Linked DNA regions of Mus musculus: region 2 is linked to region 1. Evidence: chromatin contacts called from public promoter capture Hi-C data. All regions are on one chromosome and are shown on one strand. Each heading gives the region's core, a stretch centred on a gene start, on an enhancer-like site or on the middle of the called end of the contact. The rest is flanking DNA. Distances are from core to core; before and after follow the strand shown. Region 1 holds the start of Sox7 (SRY (sex determining region Y)-box 7). Region 2 holds the start of Rp1l1 (retinitis pigmentosa 1 homolog like 1).

The links. Capture Hi-C pulls out chosen DNA fragments and counts their contacts.
Region 2: a promoter capture Hi-C map of adipose tissue shows a contact between it and region 1. The contact joins the promoter of Rp1l1 here to the promoter of Sox7 in region 1. A contact is called at or near these places in 4 of 39 promoter capture datasets (the 3T3-L1 cell line, the HPC-7 cell line, epiblast stem cells and 1 more), 1 of 15 datasets of contacts at CTCF or cohesin (the NIH/3T3 cell line), 2 of 484 Hi-C or Micro-C datasets (cerebral cortex and epidermal suprabasal cells), 7 of 115 datasets of contacts at active chromatin or transcription factors (cardiomyocytes, embryonic midbrain, embryonic stem cells and 2 more) and 4 of 9 other capture datasets (adipose tissue, embryonic stem cells, liver and 1 more).

What each region holds. Positions count from the first base shown.
Region 1 is chr14:63,939,269-63,946,572 of GRCm38.p6, forward strand. Sox7 (SRY (sex determining region Y)-box 7) reads left to right here and starts at 4,438. Exons shown (of 2, transcript NM_011446.1): 1 at 4,438-4,725. The coding sequence starts at 4,488.
Region 2 is chr14:63,989,437-63,996,252 of GRCm38.p6, forward strand. Rp1l1 (retinitis pigmentosa 1 homolog like 1) reads left to right here and starts at 2,995. Exons shown (of 4, transcript NM_146246.3): 1 at 2,995-3,192.

The sequences.
Region 1 (7,304 bases), core at 3,188-5,687:
TCCTTCCCATAGAGAGGACCTTTGATCCTGTGATCTGTGAGATCCGTAAAGATGACCTTGTGCTCTGCTTGCTCCAATCGGCTCAGTTACAGGGACATCTCAGATTCTAGCTGTTAGTTTTCATCCCTAAAGTTGTTCTAAATTAGGAACCTCCATGGGTTTATCACCAATGGCTTTGAACAAATTTCCTATGGATTGAAAAAGAGGAACTCTCTAAGGCAGTGAATTGTAGGGAAATGGGGGCTGCTAATTCTGGACCAGTTTTGGATGAGGGACCCACTGAGGGAAATGGGGGAAAGTATGGGAGAGGGAGGAAGGAGGTATAGGGGAGAGAGGAAAGGAAGGGGGAGGACAGAAGGACAAAGGGGAAAGAAAAAAAAATAGAAGTCACCAGGGATGAGTGGTGAGCACAGTAAGCAGGTGGGGCTGGGCTAGCTCCAGCTGCTCTTGGCCCATTTGATTTCAGCGTCCAGGCCAAGTCTTGACCTCTGGATGTGATTGTGAAAAAAGTTCTGCTGAGACTTCCTGAAGTTAGAGAGCTAAGGGGAGGGGTCAAGGAGAGTGGGCATGTGAGAGCTAGGGAGCTGATGCAAGAGATGCCAGGTAGATGCTCATCACTCGTAGGCACAGCCTGGCCTCCCTCCTCTGGGAAATGGCCCTGTACTAAGCTCATCCTGGACTTCCTGTAGGTGGTATGGAAGCAGAGTGGAGCAAGCCAATAGCAACCAGCTTGTGAACTGTCAATCAAATTCAGACAGATCAGTGTAAGCAAAGATGGGGAGGAAAATTTCCACCTCCAGCTTAGATCAAGGGACAAACAGCAACAAGAGACATTTGCTCTAAGTGAGGACAGCGCAGCTGCTGTCTGCTCCGGCTAAGGCTGAGAAGTTGTGCTAAGTCCTGCTCAGTCTCTGTGGCTATTTGGCTCATAGCGGTGCTGCTGCCTGGTGAAGTGCAAACCTGCAAGCCAGCTTTGACCCTTTTTGTCTGTCTCCCTCTCCTAGGCCCCCAGGGCCATGGAAAAACTCTCCTTGAGGGGAGCATTTTGAAGGCCTGACCTTTTAAGCCTTTTAGAAGCTCACCATGTGTCCATTCTATTGTTTCACAGTTCATTGATGTGCACACGCAACCTGGTTTAATCTTCAGTTTACAGATGGAGGAGACATGAAGGCTGGAATTCACGGGACAAATTGCAGGAAGCTTTGATTTGAGGGTTTCTGTGGTCAGGTTATGTCTTCCTGAAAAACCAGGGCTAGGGAACTGCAGAGGTAGAAAGTAGAAGGATAGAGGGAGAAGGACTGAGGGAGAGGGGGAGAGGGAGAGGGAAAACTAGATGTCATTTAAGAGATGAGCAGAGAGAGGGGGGGGGTTATTACCGGTAGCCTGTGTGGGTCGGCCCTGATTTGGGTTAGATAAATTTGAAGCATGGTCCGCACACAGGTTCCAGTGTGCAAGGTCGCCTCTCAGGTACTGCATATTTGACTCTGATATCCTGCACGGAGCTGGGGATCCCTTGCCACTTTGGGTTTATGCCCTGATATGACCAGCTGCAGCCCCTGTGCCTTGACTCTGAGTCATTGCCTGCAGAAGGCTAGTATTTGCAGCTCTTACAGGAGTCTAGAATGATCAGATCAATACACTGACACAGTCCTGGGCCAGCACTGGCAAAATCCGGCATCCGAATGCCTGGGGCGGGGCGGGGCGGGGCGGGGCAGGGCGGGGCGGGGCGCCGTAGCTGCTGTAGTTCATCGGCCTTTCGACTCTTCAGGGCTGATCAGTACTTTTGCAAAGTATGACTTTCGCAGAGATGTGAGAGGCGCCAGGGTCACTGCAACTCTGTGTCCTTTGGCGTCTCCTCCACCCTTTTCCGGCTTTCCCACTGGCCAAAGAGCGTGCTCCCAGGTCCCTTCCCCGCTACTTGGACTGCCTGGATGATTCTCAGTGGGAGAGAATGTGCCTAGACCTGCTGGGACTAGATGCCCCAGGGTGGGGTGGTACCCAAGGGGGGTTCCCCTTCTCTGGAGACAAGGTGTGGGGACAATGGGGGAGGGATTTGTAAGGGTGAGACTGGGAAGAGAGGCGGGAGGGGGCTGTAATTGGGATGTAAAGTAAATTTAAAAGAGGAAGAGGAGGAGGAGGAGGGGAAAGAGGAGGGGAGGAAGAGGGAGGAGGAGGGAGAGGGAGAGGGAGAGGGAGAGGGAGAGGGAGAGGGAGAGGGAGAGGGAGAGGGAGAGGGAGAGGAAGAAACATCATTACAAAGATGAAGTTACAAAAGTGAGCAAACCAACCAGCCCGGGTTCCAGCCTACAGATGGCTCCAAGCAGCAGGTCGGTCAGCGATGGAGCAAAGTCACAAAGACTTCAGGCTCACAACTATCACCAGTTGCAATGTGTGAAACTAACTACTTGGAAGCAACTTTCCCAACCTGTATTCTCCGAGCCTGACCCCTCTCTTTGCCCCGGGTTTGCCAAGGTATCTACAGTCTTCCCTAACGGTTCTGCACTGTGTGAGCCCAGCATTTCCACAAACAGGCGCTGGCCTCTCTGAAGCTGCATTAAAAGCAACCTGTCCCTTGAGCAGAGTTAGGGTCAAACTAGTGGCCCCTTGTGATCCATTGTCGTCCTGTTCCTCTTTCTCAGAAAGCCATACCTCTCAAGGAGAAGCATGTCTGGGAGCAATCGTGGCAGTGAAGCACAACACTGCAAATGGCCTAGCGCCCACCCCCAACAGCCCCATGGAGACTTCTGCCTCTGGATATGCTGGGCAAACCTTCCAGTCTAGGATGGTGCCTGATGGCTCTGCGGCCTGCACCTCAGGACACCCTCTTCCAGACTAGCTCCCTGCTGCACCACCTTTGGCTGGTAGCTGTCCTGGCTTTGCACAGTAGCGGGGGTGGGGGTGGGGGGTGGGGCAGCGATCACCGGCTTTAAGGGACACCGGCCTTAGAGCCCTGTTGCTGGACCCTGACCCGAGTCTATTTTATGCCGAAAGCACATGCCCTGATGAATTTTATCTAGGGTCCTTGAGGGTAAAATTAGGTCTTAAAGTCGGAGAAGTTGCAGTTCTCCGGACATTTACAGCGTCTCAGCACTGGCCGCCTTGCACGTTGTAAGCAAATTCAGTCACCTCACAGGGACTTTGAGACTAGAGAGGCATCTCCATCAAAGATTACACAGCCAGAGCTCACTGTATTTACCTCATCACCGCCTGTGAGATCAGCCTTATCGCCGGGTTTTAGGATTAGGAAAGGTCTTGGGAGATACCGGACTTGCTGTCACGCATTCAGTAACTCAAGACAGAGTCTCACACCCAACACCACTGTCTTCCGCTCAGACTCTGCCTCTTTCGAAGGTCGCCTCTGTGGAGCCTCCACATGGGGTGGCGCGCCATAAATGTTTGTGGGTCTAATTCCAGGAACTAGGCCCCCCGCCCCTGCGGTGTTTCTACAGTGGGGTGTGTCTAAAGCATGTTGGCTCGTTATTTCACTCATTCGTTCATTCACTCATTCGGCAGTTCTTGAATGCCTACTGTGTGTAGGCGCTGATGTAACCGCCAAAGCAGCCGCGGCGTGCGTTAGGGTCTCAAGTTCCCGGTCCACAGCTCATTCAGGATACGGGGAAACCGAGAAGGCTCCACTGTAAGGAAGTAGTTGGGACACATAGGAGCGGAAAAGCGGCTCCTCTAGAGTCGGAAGAAGCACCAGAAATGGATTCCGCAAAAGGGCTACTAGCAAGGAAGATGCAGACTCAGACTGCCGGGGTCAGCGGCAGGCAGAGTGGGATGGGGGCAAAGACAAGAAGAGGAAAATCGGATAGCAGAAAACCCGACCCCTCTAGAGATCCACAGTGCCAGTTTAGGGAAGTCAGTGCGCCGAGTCCCTAGTCCGGTGGATCCCACATCCACCTAAGACCCTTGGTGGCTGCCCACGTTTACTGGGGCGAGATGACCCAAGCCATGGGTGTGATCTGTTCACAACAGCATACTTGGCCGATCTAGGGATATTGATAGTGTCTCTCCTCCTCGAGTATCCTGGTGTAAGCTGTTTGAGTTCGGTTTTCCTTTGCGGGAGTTTTGGTGGAGTCTGGTCCCAGCGCGGAGGGCAGCCCAACAACGGAACAGGGGCTGGACCTGACTCCTGCGCCAAGCAGTGGTGACTTCGAGCCGTGGGCGCGCTCCTCCTGGCCCTGCAGCACCTGCACCGGAGCGGGATCGGGGCAGGCTCGGGAGGCGGAGGGGCGGACAGGGGCGGGCACCGGGGCAGGCTCGGCCCCTCCCTCCCCCTGCCGGCAGGTCGCAGCGGGGACGCCGCGGCGGGGCAGCCGGGAGGGGCCGCGCCGCCCCAGAGAGTCATTGGCGGACCCGGTGGCCCGAAGCTGATAAATAAGGGCCAAGCCCGAGGCTGCTGGCCAAGTTGGACGTCGCGACCTGAGCGAGGGCCAGGTCAGCGCCGGCCCCACGAGGCGAAGCCAAGTGACCCGCGTTCGGCCATGGCCTCGCTGCTGGGCGCCTATCCGTGGACCGAGGGACTGGAGTGTCCCGCCCTGGAAGCCGAGCTGTCGGATGGGCTGTCGCCGCCCGCCGTCCCCCGACCTTCAGGGGACAAGAGTTCGGAAAGCCGGATCCGGCGGCCCATGAATGCCTTCATGGTGTGGGCCAAGGATGAGAGGAAACGTCTGGCAGTGCAGAACCCGGACCTGCACAACGCGGAGCTCAGCAAGATGCTGGGTAAGTGCGCGGGGCACGAAGCTGTTGCGAGGATGGCGCGGGTGACAACGCTGTTCGGAAAGGTGGGGAGTGGGGGTGGGATTTGAACACAGACACCACCAGGGCCTGAGCGGGCCACGGTGAAACCGGTGAAACCAGTGAAACTTTAGGAACAGCACGGGGCTCCGGACTGGTCCCTACTCTGGGTCGCGGAGCTGAGACTCCGGTCTCAGGAGCAGGAGCGACCCGCGGCCTGTCCCGGGGACTGGAACTAGGGCTTAAGGACTCAGAGGGGCAGATACGTTTAGTCTGGGTGGAATCGGCGGAACCGGCGTTTGCTGGAAGACTGAGGAGACTCCACTCCTCACGTTGTAGACTGGGAAAATCAGAAAGAGATATTGTCACAGAGAAAAAGATAACGAACGTACGTCAGTTGAGGCCTCACTGAGAAACGTCTCTATTTTTAACTATTTAACAGAAAGAAAAAGAAAATCAGCAACAAAAGATGTCCACCCGAATAGGCTGGGTTCGCTCATCTATTTATCGAAGAAGTGTAAATAACTTGAAAAGAAATTTTGAGCAGCCAGAGAGGGTCTTTGAATCCCATCGCTTCTTGCTTATAGCTATGGTGCTGTCCGCAGATAATCCTGACTGGAACCAGACAGGCCAGAGAATTGGGGATGAAAATGCTAAAACGGTTCCAAGGAACCCGTTCTTGTTGGATTTTCTATTCTCTCCAGTACTCAGAGCAGGGGTGGGTGGGTTAATATATGCATTACACACACACACACACACACACACACACACACACACACACACACTTATACACACACGTATTAATTAAATGTGTTTGTGTTAGTGAGTGTATGCGTGCACACTCGTGCCACCATGAGTGTGTGGGGGGCAGTCAGAAGACATCTGGGAGGTGGGGAGTAAGTTCTTTCTTGCCATCATGTGGGTTCTAGGAATTAGACATTCACATCTTCAGGCTTCGTGGCAAAAAATGCCTTAACCCACTGAATTAGTCTCAAAGCCAAAAAACTTTCAACCTTACCTTACTTCAAATCTCTTTACCCTTCAACGTGGTTCTTATTTATTTTAACCAGTAAGATCCCTTCAAAATATTTTGTTTGCAGAGGGCACCAAGGCCTGCCAGGAGAGGCATACAGGCCACTGGACCCCACCCCGCTGGGATGGAAGCCCTTCCCTTTTCCGTAGGAGCCTGGGCTCTTTCCTCTTTCAGAGTCACAGATCGAGGGCTGGCTTTCTGCTGGTAATAGGCCTGAGCCTAGAGAGATGGCCCAGCTCTCTGGCTGTCTGGAGGCTCCAAAAAGCACTTGGTGAGAGTTGTGGGGTTCCAAACACCTCTTATCCAAATCTTTGGCCAACTCCACCCAGTGTGTATTGGTGATCATTGCCGTTGGGCCTCCTTCCTCCGAACAAAATAATAAGCCTGTACATTCCCCATTCTATTAGCATAACAAGAAATAGACTAATATCTACAACCATTTTTTTTATCTGAAAGCTTATATTGTTTTCTTTTTTAATGAATTTTATGAATCTCTCTGTGGTTCAGTCCCAGTTGGGGAGAGAATGTTTTTTATTTTTTACCAGGTTTCTGAGGAAGGCCCTGGTGGAGATAAAAGGGTGGGGAACCTGGAAAGGAATCCAGGCTGCCTTATTTGGGGGGTGAGGACAGGGACAGAGATGTGGGAGACAAACCTTCCTGTGGACTAACTCTGTCTGGAATACAACTGCAGGCTTTCTGAGTGTGCAGTTCATCTTGCAGAAAAGACTATCTTTCCTCCTTTAGCAGTACAGCTCAAAATGGTCAAGGGGAAAACAGCAGCTCTTTGCTGCTTGTTAGAGACCACACAGCGCCTGCTAGCAGGGGCAGCTGCAGCCCCCCTGTACTCCTCCTTCCTGAGAACTTTCTTCTCTTTCTGGCCCATGTGAGGGAAGGCACAGATGAGAGACTCCCAACATTTGCTACTGCAGGCTTCCCAAACGTCAACCTTAAAACCCAGGTAAAGGATTTTTAGCAATAGAAAGTGAACTATTTTAGTGTACCATGAATACGTTGAGGCGTGCCTACTACATGACAAATGAGAAAGTGTATCACAAATTAGACATTTGTTAGGATTTAAAGTGCAAACCGTGTTTTAGTAAGTCTAGAGCATCTGGGTACGTTTGGGGACCAGAGCCACATTTTATAGTCAGGCCACGGATAGAGCACTCGGTGTGTCTGGATTCTGGACATCTTGCAAAACTAGTGCCATCTCTACATCTGGTGCTGTGGACACTTTTCGAGACATACTTCTAAGTGACAACTAATTGCAACAATTGCAGATATTGGTAGCTTCTGCCTCTGAGCACTCAGTGTCCTATAATATCCTGACCCATGGAACCAGCCAGTGTGGGCAAGGGCAGAAACCAGGGCAGGGTGTACATACCCTGTGCTTAGCCACAAGTGTATTGTACCCAGTAGGGAGACATGCTCTCTTTCCTTACAGGGCTTATCCGGCCAGATGCCTCGTCCTCTTCACTAGAGGGTCTGAAACTTGAGGGTACATTAGAGTCATGGGAGAGCATGCTAAATT
Region 2 (6,816 bases), core at 1,745-4,244, 49 kb after region 1:
GTCCCAGGGAAGGACAAGGTGACTGTGTCCATCTGGTTTTGTAGCTGGGATGGGAGGCAAGCAGCCCAGAGAGGCATCTCTGGGATAGTCACCCTCAGTATTTCCTTTCTTCATCTACCTGCTTACTCAAAAAATGGTCCCTGAGCATCAAAAAAATGTTTGACCACATTAGAAATGAACAGTGATTCCTGCAGTGTAGTCACATTCATTTGGGGAAGCATAACTCCTGGTAAGTGCTGGGAGAAGATGCAGGCGCTGGAGAACATAGCTTGTGTGTGCCAACTCATACATGCTGTGCACTAAGCGGTGTCCCTTGCCCCCTCCTTCCTGTCTTGAAGTCCTTAGTTCTTCGGAATGCAAATATGCTTGCATATAGGATCTTTAAAGATATAGTGAAGGTAAATGAGAGCCTTAGGATGTACCTTCATCCAATCTGGACACCTTGATTTTGAACTCCCAAACTCAGGAAACGAGAAGCGTGTGTCCATATTGGAAGGGAGCATCAGACATAGAAAGGCCATCCATGTGAGGTCATAGATATCTAAAAGTCAACAAAGGATGCCCTAGAAAGAACTAGTCTTGTGGACACTTGACTTTGGACACCCAACCTCCAGAACCGAGGACATGTCTGCTCTTTGAGTCCTTTGGTGTATAGTATTCTGTAACAACAGCATGAGCAGACATACAGTGTATATGGGATGGTTGGGATGAGGTATGTGTGGGTCAAGGAGCTAGAGCCAGGATTTGGAGCCAAGCAATTGCTGTGCCTCCTGTATAGCAGACAGCATTCACCCACAACTTGAAAAGAAGAGAGTGTGGAAAGGGAACTGGAAGGAAGAGACAGGAAACAGGACAGTCTGCCATTGTAAAACCCAAGCATCATATGTGGCTTCTGCTGAGTCTTTGCCATTGAATGCTCACTGAGTTATGGGACCATCAAAGAAGACTGATGTAATCTAGGGTGAATATGGATTTCTTAATCCTGGGTCCCCCTCCTTGTCCCCATCTCTGATTTATTTAGGCTCATGGTTTCACAGGTGTTATCCAATGGTCACTCTAGATTCTAGTCCAGTATTGAAGCAGGGCATCATGGTGGTAAACACAGAATTTAGCAAAGCTGCTAACCTTTACAGTAGCCAAAGAAGGGCAGTGGGGTGAGGGGATGCTAGGACAGAATACCATGGGCATGTTCCCCATTGACCTACTTCCTCCTCTTGCCCTCCCTCCTAAACTGTCGATTTTCTATATTTGTATACACCGTCATGTACTTCAGAGCCTCCGTTCGCAGGCTTGCTTGGTGTCTTAGTTTGGGTTTCATTGCTATGAAGACACACCACGACTATTGCAACTCTTATAAAGGCAAACATTTAATTCGGTGCTGGCTTACAGTTTCAGAGATTCAGTCCATTATCATCATGGTGGGAAGCATGGCAGCATGCACATAGACTTGGTGCTGGAGGAGCCAAGAGTTCTACATCTTGATCTGAAGGGCAGGCAGAAGGAGATTCTCTTCTACGGGCAGCCAGGAGGAGGGTCTCTTCAGAACTAGGTGGAGCTTAAGAATAGGACCTCCAAGTCTGCTCCCACAGTGGCTTACTTCCTCCAGACCACACTTATTCTAACAAGTCCACACCTCCTAGTGGTGTCACTTTCTATAGGCCAAGCATATTCAAACCATCACACTTGACTTCAGTGGTTTTGTTTTTTCTCTCTGTGTACAGTGACTTTGTGACTGTTGCTGTGGCTCTCTAGAATAGCATTCTTAGATACCAGTGGCCTTGCATACTTTGGAGAAGTTCAGTAGGTAGACGTGAAACAAGCAGGTGCAGACTGAGCCTCCTTCTTCTTGTTCATGTTTTGGAAGAATCACAGCTAAAGCCTATGAGATCTAAAAATCTTTTCTGTAACTTAGCAAAATGCTTCAGGTTAACCCAGCCAGCACAGTATGAGTGACAACCCCCCCCCCCACGTTGATCACATCTATGCCCATTTGATCACAGGGATGACACGATGTCCCTGTCACCCAGAAGGAAGCCCTCCTTGATTTCATTGTTGAAATGACCTGGCTGGAGTGAATGCATGGCTGCTCAGCTTCTGCCTCTCAAAGGTGACATCACCAGGAATTCTCACAGGTGGCTCTTTCTCTCCGCTGAGCAGAGTATGAGGTGCAGGTCACAGTTCACCCCCTTCTTCCTGGCAACCATGGACCTAAACTGGGACATTTTTGCAAAGCCGAGTTTGTTTCGTCTTCAGAGAGAGTGGATCTGATTGTTCCAGGCTTCTATCATGTCCCCACAGGTGTGGTCAACAGACAACCAATATGGCCGACTTGGTCTGAAGTGAGTAATGGGAGCCTTCAGTGGGGAAGCCAGATGTCAGCTGGCGGAGGGAGGAGCAGGTGAGAGGTCCCCCAATACCTGAGAAAAGCAATCAGGGAGGGAAGGAAGGATTTATTTGGGCTCATAGTTTGAATATAATGTCTGTCATAGTAGGGAAGGCTTAAGGGAAACAAGCCCAGAGCCCCAGCCCGTGGAATAGTGCCACCCACATTTAGGATGGGATTTCCAACCTTAATAAACTCTATCCAGAAACTCTCTCACGAACATGCCCAGAGGTTGTTTCCATGATGATTCTACACTCCACTAAGTAAATAATCAAGATCTCCCATCACACCGTCCCATATGCTGCCTCCTGTTTCTTTGCCAGCCCGCCTTGGGCTGGTGTCCTACAACTCCCCTCTTCCCTCTTAGTCCTCCAACTTGTGCATCACCAGAGCTGTGGCCACTGCTAGGGCTGGAGTCAAATAGGGACCCCTGGTGCTTGAAGGCTCCTTGTGAACACACAGCAACATTCTGCTATCCTCACAAACCTCCTCTCAGGCCGAGGGCCAGAAGCCATTTGTGCAACTGCACAAAGCTAATTATTCTCCCTGCAGATGGTGAACCCCACTAATCCTCTTGGGCTCCTTATAATCCAGCTCTCTTGGAAGCTGCTGAGGTGGTGAGTCCTCCATGTGAGAGGGCCGGTGGCTGGGCAGAGAGTTCTGGAAGCCACCGAAGACCGTCCAGAGGCATGTCCAGAGAGCCCATCAAAAAACCAGTGGGGAGGTCAGCATCTGCCTCAGCCTGACCTTGATTAGCCGTTCCCCGGGCTCAGAAAGCCAAGCCATGCCCAAGTGCTCCCTGGAGGACGGTGAGTGGGTGCCCACCTGTGAGGTGAGCCACTGCGAGGTTGGTGGGTAGGAAGACTGACTCTGGGAAGTCCTAGAAAATGGGGAGGCTTTTCTGCTGCAGATGCTGATGGCGACACAAGGCCCCACTGCCTCCCCTCTGCCTGCTGAGCTGGGAGCTGATCATGTTGAAACACGGTGCTGTTACAGCAGCTGAGTTTCAGGTTCCTGCCAGTTGATTTATGGGTGTCAGTGCTGCAGCCTGTCCGGTCCTCCCACCTGGACCTGCAGGGGGAATGATGCAGTCGCTGGAGCCAGCGAGAGGAAAATTCCTTCCCAGGACACTAGGGTCCCACAGTGGAAGGAGGGGGTATCAGCTGGCCCTGCAGGAGTGAGGATGTCCAGGTGGGGCTGGTACCCAGAAATGGGGCCAGTTTGCTTCTCAGAAGATGTAGACCCCACACAGAACCCGGGTGAATAGAGAGTGTCGAAAAAGGGCCTGGGGGAACTGGGGCTCAGTAGTAGAGGGCTTGCCTTGCATACACAATGCCCTAAGCTGGCAAAAAAAGAAAGGAGGAAAAGGGCTTCAAGGACTCTGGGTATGACCTTATGGAATCTTCTAGACTAGCCTCAGGGTTTGAATCTTTTGTTCATTCCTAAAGAAGTAACCAATATGCAAAGAGATTAGGTACTAGAAGGACCCCAGAGTCAGACTGAGGATTCTTCACAACCAAGGACTCCTGGAGAGGGTGGGGATAGTGCCACTCCCCTGGGCCAGGTTCAGTGACGGGGAAGCCAAGGGTGGGGCAGTAGGTGCTGTGAAGGTCACAAGGCCAGTGAGCGAGGGTTCATGCTGAGTCTGGGTTCCTCAGACCAGCTCCAGCATGGTCATCACTGTTTCTGAACCTGAGCTTCAACTTTCTCATGGGGGCCACACCCTGTATCCCTCTCACTGAGCACTGAAAGCTCTCTCCACGGAGGAAGGGGAAACCCCCACCCTTCATAACTGCTACGTAGTGATGAGAGAAAGGTGAGAGGCATAAGCCACTGCCTCATCATGACACAACTACGGCTGAACCCCTGAGGAAGGTTGCAACTCAACCCTTAGGAAGGTGTATGCTCACAAATGCATGCAGACAGAAAGTGGGGACTCTACCCCCACTTCTCGAGGGAGTGTGATTGGATCTGTATTTACCCTCTTAGAGAAGAGACTTCTAAAAATCCTCTTACAAATCAGAATGACCTCAGACAGGCCTGCTAGCTTTCTTAACCCAGGAGACAAGAGCTATCTGTCATTCTCAGCACCTCAGTGTACTGGGGTGTGTGTGTGTGTGTGTGTGTGTGTGTGTGTGTGTGTGTGTGTGTGCGAGTGTGCGTGTGTGCGTGTGTGCGTGTGCGTGTGTTTGAGACAGACAGAGGGAGGGAGGGAGGGAGAGAAAGGTTTGCATGTGGGCGTATATCCAGGCAATCATGTAAGCATGGGTATGACATGTTCGTGCATGTGATGGAGTGCTCATGTGTGTATATGTTTAATAGGAAAAGCTGATATGGCAGCGGACCTGTGGCCTATCAGTCACATGTGGGACCCTGCTTTGGCTGGCTGGGGAGTGCTCTGTTCTCTGGGCTTTGGTCTACGTGGTAAAGAATGAGGGGTAGCCTAAAGGAGGCCATGGTACCTTCAATCCCCATGACCCAGTCCTCAGAATCTTTCCCCAAAGAACCCACTTTCCAATCCTTTAATCATCATGGCTGCTTTCCTCTGAACTCCTTCCAGGAGACCTGTGTCACTCCATAAGTATGTCACATAAATTAGTCAGTAAATCAGTCTGTCAGCAGGAGTTCTTGAGCAAGCACCCTGCAGCCTGCAGGAGATCCTGGGCAGACACAGCTCAACCCCTCTGCAACCAAAAGGGCTTTCACCTGCCTCAGATCTGGGGTTCACTTGGTTAGGCATGGCCTGGGGCCTTGGGGACTCATGGAGACCATATGCATCCTTTTTATTTTTTTAATGTCACCATTCCCAAAAGATAAGGGCCTTCACCCAGCGTCTCTGAAAACATCACATGTAGACATTAGCTGGGCACCAGCTGCGTTCAGAGCTTGGCTAGGCTGTGAGGCAGGGACAGTGAGTGGGAAGTCCCTGGCCACCAGAGCGAGAGACAGGTGAGTCAAGAGGTAAGCAGAAGGCTGCAGAAGCAATAAGGCCAAAGAGCCCTGGTCAGGGGCCAGCCACAGCTGCAGACTGGATGTCGGCATTGCTATGTGGGCTTCTCTGTGGAGCCTGATTTCCTGATACACTCTGATGAATATGAGGTGAGGTTGCTCAAAGAACTCAGAACCCAGAGGAGAGCAAATTAGTATTTTACTCAACAGCTGCAGGGGCCTTGACTGAGCCCTTTCATCTTTCAGAGGCTTAAATTCCCTAAGGCCCTAGGAACTGAGGGTTCCAGTAGGAAGCTAAGATAAGATCACTTACCTGGGTGTCTGGCACAGGGTAGGTGACTGTAGACATCTCCCCCCCCCCCCACTTACCCCAACCCCTATCTTTCATGCTGACACTGTGACCCAGTTTCTGGGTGCTCTATGGCTCTGATGGGTGTGATCGATACTGACTACCACCACACTGTGAGCTGGGGGGATGCTATGTTCTGTGACTGAGAGTCATGGTCTAAATTGGCAATGCCCCCCACAGGCTCATGACTGAACCCTTGCTCTCTAGTTTGTGCAAATGTTTTGAAGGTCATGGCACCTTTAGGAGGAAGGATCTAGCTGACGGAAGTAGGTCACTAGGGATGAACCTTTTAAAGGTTATAGTGTGGCCCACCTTTGGTGACTTCTTGGCTTCCAGGGCAACTGCAATGTGTACTTTCTGTCTTCTAGCACATACCCATACCACCATGGACAGGTCTGCTCCTAGGGCCACCACGCCTTCTTCACCACAGCCCCCATGAACATAAACAAGTCTCTCAGAAATACGAGACAAAGACATCTTTCCTCCTTTCAGTCCCTTCTGTCAGATGTTTGTGTTGCAATAATGCACAAGCAATGATGTGAGTCACCCACGTGGCCCCCACAGGACTGTCCTTACTTTTAGATCAAAGACACTTCCTTTAGTCTGAGAAGCAGTCTCATTTAGCATGGGTCCCTGCTTCGGGACCAAACAGTCTGGGCTGCTCAGCGTGACTGCCGGCTGCCTTCTTTTCCTTTGTGGCTGGACACACTCTTTGTTTTCTTTGCCATCTGTCTGCAGCCCTGGGAAGTACTCAGTCTTGCTCGTGGTCTGCGGCTCACCTGGTGAGGAAATTCTAGTTAGGAGAAAACAGTTGGGTGCAAAGCCACGCTTCTCAAATTCAAGTTTACACTGTTATCCACTGGAGGTTGGGGTCGAAGGCACCTCACCGGGCTCTACGCACTGCCCTCACTCTAAAGCAGGGGTTCTCTGTCTCAGAGTCGCAACTGAAGATCTGTATGTATTAAAGGGCGACAGTGCTAGGAAGGTTGAGAACTTCTGACCTAGAGCTTCTGATCCAGGAAGTCTGGGCTATATGCTAATTTGTGCCTTTGAGAAGCCTGTCACCAAGGAAGAGGTACTGAGGCTGAGAAGTCTGAGGACTGATCTGGGTGTATTGATATTTAGCCAAGCGAGC